Linked DNA regions of Sus scrofa: region 2 is linked to region 1. Evidence: chromatin contacts called from public Hi-C data. All regions are on one chromosome and are shown on one strand. The core of a region is the stretch at or near the end of the contact, and the rest is flanking DNA. Distances in the headings are between cores, read along the strand shown.

The links. A called contact is a pair of places that touch in the nucleus more often than the background predicts.
Region 2: a Hi-C map of skeletal muscle shows a contact between it and region 1, with 2.3 times the contacts expected there. The contact joins the promoter of MTMR11 here to the promoter of OTUD7B in region 1. A contact is called at or near these places in 2 of 5 promoter capture datasets (fetal liver and fetal skeletal muscle), 3 of 47 Hi-C or Micro-C datasets (embryonic fibroblasts and skeletal muscle) and 2 of 2 datasets of contacts at active chromatin or transcription factors (alveolar macrophages and skeletal muscle).

Annotation. Positions count from the first base shown.
Region 1 is chr4:99,052,979-99,055,678 of Sscrofa11.1, forward strand. OTUD7B (OTU domain-containing protein 7B) reads left to right here and starts at 1,448. Exons shown (of 12, transcript XM_001925669.7): 1 at 1,448-1,762.
Region 2 is chr4:99,113,785-99,116,484 of Sscrofa11.1, forward strand. It overlaps MTMR11 (myotubularin related protein 11), which reads left to right and starts at 1,390. Exons shown (of 17, transcript NM_001243446.1): 1 at 1,390-1,611; 2 at 1,940-2,030; 3 at 2,476-2,597. The coding sequence starts at 1,546.

The DNA of each region.
Region 1 (2,700 bases), core at 198-2,697:
TGGAAGTGATCAACAGAGTTTGGTGACAATTAATTTAGGTGATCAAGCCTCATTCTACTCCTCCTCAAATTTGCCACTGAACAATACCTAAAATTTGTAGTTCCCATATACTTGAAGCCCAGACCAAATGGCTCTGCCTGCCAACCCAGAGCATGCTTCCTGGGCATGCTTCATGCAAGGCACTCTTTCCTGCTGGGCCTTGGTATGACCCTAGGCCCAGCCCTAAATCCTTACCTCTAAACTCAGGATATTCCCAAGAGACATAGCTGTCTAGGAAGTTTCCTGTTTCAGATGTCAATTTTCTATCTTGAGCTGGGTAATTCTAAACGGCTTCCCTTTAGAAACTGAGGACTTCAGAATCTAATGAGGGGACAGAAAAGTTGACTATAATATTTGCTTTTAAATAGGCCTAAGGAGCACAATTTAGATAATAAACATTTTGAACATGCAAGCCAGTTGTCACAATGTTAGGAATATGAATTAAAATTTTGGATTTATTTGGTCAGATTATAGCAGGGACTGGTCCCATTTTGTGTTTGTCATAAAGAGGTATTAACGAAATGGCTCTTCTTACTTGAAACTGTCCACATTCTTCAAATCTTTATTCATTCAACAAATATGGGAGGTTTGCTGTGTGTCAGGCAAAGGTTATGTTCTCACAGTCATAGGTCTTTATAACCCACACAGCACTGATAAGAGTTCCGCCTTATGTAATAGTTTGATGCATTTTACTAAAGTGTTAAGATCCTTGATGCCTGGGATTTTGTCAATCATTTTTGTGTTCCCAATATCAATGAGCACAGTGCCTTGCACATAGTAGGGACTCAATTAGTATTTGAGAATTGAACTATGCTGCAAGGCTGTTAAAAGGCATTACCAAAAAAAGCACTACATAACTTGTTTTGATTGGGCTAAGAGTCTAAGGCAGAAATGTCAATAGGGTATCCTCGTTAGGCAAGTAAATAAATATTGAGTGTTTATAGGGAAAGGTATGTTCAGTTCATGAGTGGATGAAGCGTGCATAACTGGGTGGAGACGGGTCTGGAAGAAGCGTTGTTCATTTCCCTCTGGTCAGTCCAGAGTGATTGCGTAGAGTAACTAGAATTTCAGTCTTCTCTTTCTAAAGTATTCTCATCCCTCTCACCTTCCTAGAACTACCCCTCCTCTCTCTGCTTCCCAAAGGGCTGTGTCCAAACGACTCCACCTCAAAGTCTCGAGGGTATACCCTGTACCTCTCCAGCTCTGGTTCAAGAACTCTGCAGACCAGGGGCTTTGGGAACACGCGCCAGGAAAACACGGGGTCACGCTCCGGGCAAGCGCCAAACTGGCCTAGGCCGAGGGAGCGGCGCTAAGGGCGGGGCTCCCAAGGGGCGGGGCCGGGCGGGGCGAGGCGGGGCGCAGGAGGCCCGGGGCCGCTTGGGTGTCACCACCAACCCGCTCCGGCCGGAAACCGGCGTTTGTTTCCGGCCGGACGGCCGAAAACCAACGATCCTGAACCAGCCGCCGGAGTCAGAGTGGCGACCGAGTGTGGAGCAGGCAAAAAGCCACTGGGGGAGGCCAGTCCGGATCAGTCCCGTCTGGCTCCAGCTCCTGATCCTGTGCGGAGCAACAACCGCGGTCGCATTCTCCGCCGCCGCCTCCGACTCCATCGTCGTCGGGGGAGGGGCCGGCCGGACCCCGGGGTCACTGCCGTGGAATGAGGAGAGGCAGCCGGGCCCCGCGCTCCGCCCCGGCCTAGGGCCTTGCCCCGGGAGTCGCGAGGGTAACGGAGCCCCCCTCCCTGTCACCCTCCCCCGTCTGCCCCCGCCCCTCCCGCCTCTTCAGACTCCCAAACTCTGACCCTCTGATCGCCACGGTCCCTCTTCTCCTTTCTGATTATATTTCACCCAGAGCCTTCTCCTCTCGGCACCCCCTCCTCGCCCTTACTGTGCCTTGCTTCGTCCCAACCTTTCCCTCGTTACTCCTCCCTTTCACCTGCGTCCCGCGATCCAGCCCTCCTTCCCCATTCTTGGCCTCCCTTCCTCAACTGCTGGGCAGTTCGGACGGTCCTCCCTTATCAGCTAGACTTTCGGAGAGGGATGGTGGACTTTTAAGGTGGTTAGGAGTGCAGGCTACTACTCTCATAGTAGGATAAAGTTCATTTTAAAGTCTCAATATAAAAGTAGAATGAAAACAAGCTTGTTCTCCCTTAAGGATAGCCAAACTGAGGTGCGTCCAGTAATGGAGGAAGGGAGCGAAAAAGAAGTGTGTGTGTGTGTGTGTGTGTGTGTGTGTGTGAGTGTGAGAGGGAGGGAGGGAGAATGACTGATTCTACGGTAGGCTTATGAACTTTAGAAAAAAGAAAAGTTGCTGTGAGCCCGATGGAAACTTTAGAAGCTGATGATGAGTAAGCCGGGGGCTGCGTGATCTCACTCCTCTTCTCATAATTACTAGGTTAACGGTGTGGCTCTGGTCGGGATGGAATGGGATTTGTTTACTGGGCCGGCGTATTTTTAGCTTGTCGGCTCACAAGGAACAGCGCTCTGAGTCTCTCTCTTTCCCTCTTTCTTTCCCTCTCTCTTTTTTTCTAACCCCCTCTTTCCGTCTATGCCTTGGTAGTCTGTCTCTAGAACTTCGGTTGCTTCTCTGGGCAGAGTACAGATATAAAAATTAAGTTAAAAGAAACTGGTGAAATTTTATGTTGAGATTCTCCCGAGCTCT
Region 2 (2,700 bases), core at 140-2,639, 61 kb after region 1:
AGTGAATAATGGATTTTAATTTGTGGTACACACCTCTTCCTATTGCCACAGACCTTGAGAAGTATTTTCTTCTTCCAAGAAAGGCCCATGGAATGCAGGTGGGGGAGGAGGTGCTTGGTAGCATTTAGGACTTCTAGAATCAGGCTTCTGGGTCACCTTTCTAGCAGGTGTAGGCCTCTCTGTTTCAGATCAACTCCTTTTCACACAGTAGATTCACTATTTCCACAGCTCCAGCCAAGACAGGGAACTTTTAAAGCCGGAAGGGTGTGTGTGCTGGGAGGAGGAGAGAGTTCAGAAACTTCGGAAATCTTGGGCCCCCACCTAAGAATTGCTGCCTCTGTATGGTCTCTAAATCAATAAAACAGCAGCTCATTAACTCTTACTTTGTATTTTATTTCCTTTTTCAAATCTAGATGTAGATTTTTGCAGTCCTACTCCCAGTCACTGTCAGCTACGGTTCCTTTACTTTCCTTCCAGTGCCCTCCCCACCCATCTTTGCTTCTTGAGTTGCAGGGATGGGATTGTTGCACTGAACAGTTTCCAGCCCTCAGCTTTCAAAGTCCTTACATGAATCTTTAATTTGGAGATCTGGTGTCTGGGCTGAAGGGAGGGCTCTTGTACCTGAAGCGGCTCTAGTTTCCAATAGGGTGTGTGTGTGTGTGTGTGTGTGTGTGTTTGTGTGTGTGTGTGTTTGATGGGTTAAGTGGTAAGATCTTTTCCTTGGGCCGCCCATCCCCACCCCCAAAACTTGCAAGTAAACATACCTGTACTTATGTCTGCATCCTGCAGATATTTCAATTTCTCTCCCTACTTTTCCATTGTACCCTTATGAAGTATGCTTCATGCTCTCTGGAGGATATACAAAAACACTTTAACTCACTTTCCTCCCCAATTCTTGGGCCTCCCTAGGCAACAATCTCCTGAAGGCCAATTTCCATTTATTTCTTCTCAACAGCTTTTGTTAGGTCTGTCAGGGGAGGCAGTAAGGAGAACTTAACTACTTTTATTTCCCTCCCACCCCTCCCCCTCCCCCCTTTTAAGAAAGCATAAGAAAACCAGTTTCCCAGGGAAGCCATCACTGTGAGTCCCAGGAAGTGGCCCACATGATTTCAGTTTAATACTGGAATTACTGCTCCCCTCAGTCTCCAAGCTCATTAACAGGAAGCTAATAGGATCTGGGATTAGGGTAAAGAAGGGAATCTGGGTATTTTCTCAGTTCCTCATTTTTTCCGCACCTTTCTTAGGCTCCTCCACTTCCTCTCCACCCTTCCAAAATTGTGTGTATTCCCCTTTAAGGGGCTGGGCATCTCTCCCGCCCTCTTTAGAGTCGACACCGAAGTTTCCGAGGAGCCTTCTCTGGCTGCACTGGACACACCTTTCAAAGACCCCAAATCGTGCTCCGTGCACCACAGATGCTCCTTTCCCTTGAATCCTCCCCCTGCCCCTCTCAGCTTCCCTTCTCTCAACTATCAGATTCAGCCTCTCCCCAAAGGGCTTGAGCATCCTCGCCCCTCGAGTGCTCCATCCCCGGATGGAGCCAGAGAAATGTGGTGGGGGGGCCGGGGCCAGAGTTTCAACATCGCCCCCCAGAAGGAGGAGCCAGAGATGGGGGTAAGGAGTGGAAACTTGGACTTGGGGAAGGGGGGCATTGGCAAGAGGGTGTAAATAGGGGTGATGTGGAGAAAGAGGGAGGAAAAGGATCTTGAGGAGGAGGAGGGTGTGTCTCATATCAACCTCGGTTGATGGAGCTTGGTATTTTTCAGTCTCAAGTTCATTGTCTCATTATCCATTAACCAGCCCCTCCCTTTACTATCTACCAACCCCAGTCCTGAGCTCAGTTTCCCCTGAGACTGAGTGTAGGCCGCCAAAGGTGGCTGCTGAAGTAACCCTAGACCCCAGGATTGGAGAGGCCTGGGGATTAACCCTACACTCTTCCCAGCTCTCGGGACCAAAGTCTGTCCAGGGGCGTGCAATGCCAGAGCCCAGAAGTCGTCAGCTTGGCAGTTGCCTGGCCTCTGGATGTCTCCCAGGTAATAATGCCCTTCCAATACTTCTGATCTCCAAAGACTCCTCCATATTTCGTCCTCCTCAAACCTTGTTTCAAATCTCACCACCAAGATACCTCTGCATTCCTCTCCTGGCTCAAAGTGCTTCTGCCTGAGGCTTGCTCTCCTCTCTGTCCAGGGCCGGCTACAAGCTTGAACCTTGATGGCTCGTCTTGTTTTCTTGACCCTGTTAGTCCTTTTCTCATTTACTTATTCCGTAAATATTGGAGTGACTACTATGTGTGAGGCACTATCTAGACTCTAGAGTAAATGAATGTAAATTCTCTCCTCCTAAGCTTTCATTCTCATGGGGTGAGGGGAGGATCTTAATCTTCCCTCTTTAGATTCTCCAGTCTGAGAGGAGTGGGTGTATGCAAGTGTGGACAACGCAGGGAACAGTCATAACCTCGCTTCCATTCTTGCCCTGCAGGGGAGCAGATCCTAGCATGGGCCCCAGGGGTGAGGAAGGGGCTGGAACCTGAATTGCCAGGAACCCTGATTTGCAGCAACTTGAGGGTCACCTTCCAGCCCTGTGGATGGCAGCGGAGTCAGGTGAGATGGTTAGGGCAGTAGAAAGGACAACTTGCAGGAAGTGGGTAAGGAAGTCTAGAAGATTTCGACAAACATTACAGGAAGTGTGATAATAAGTTATGCT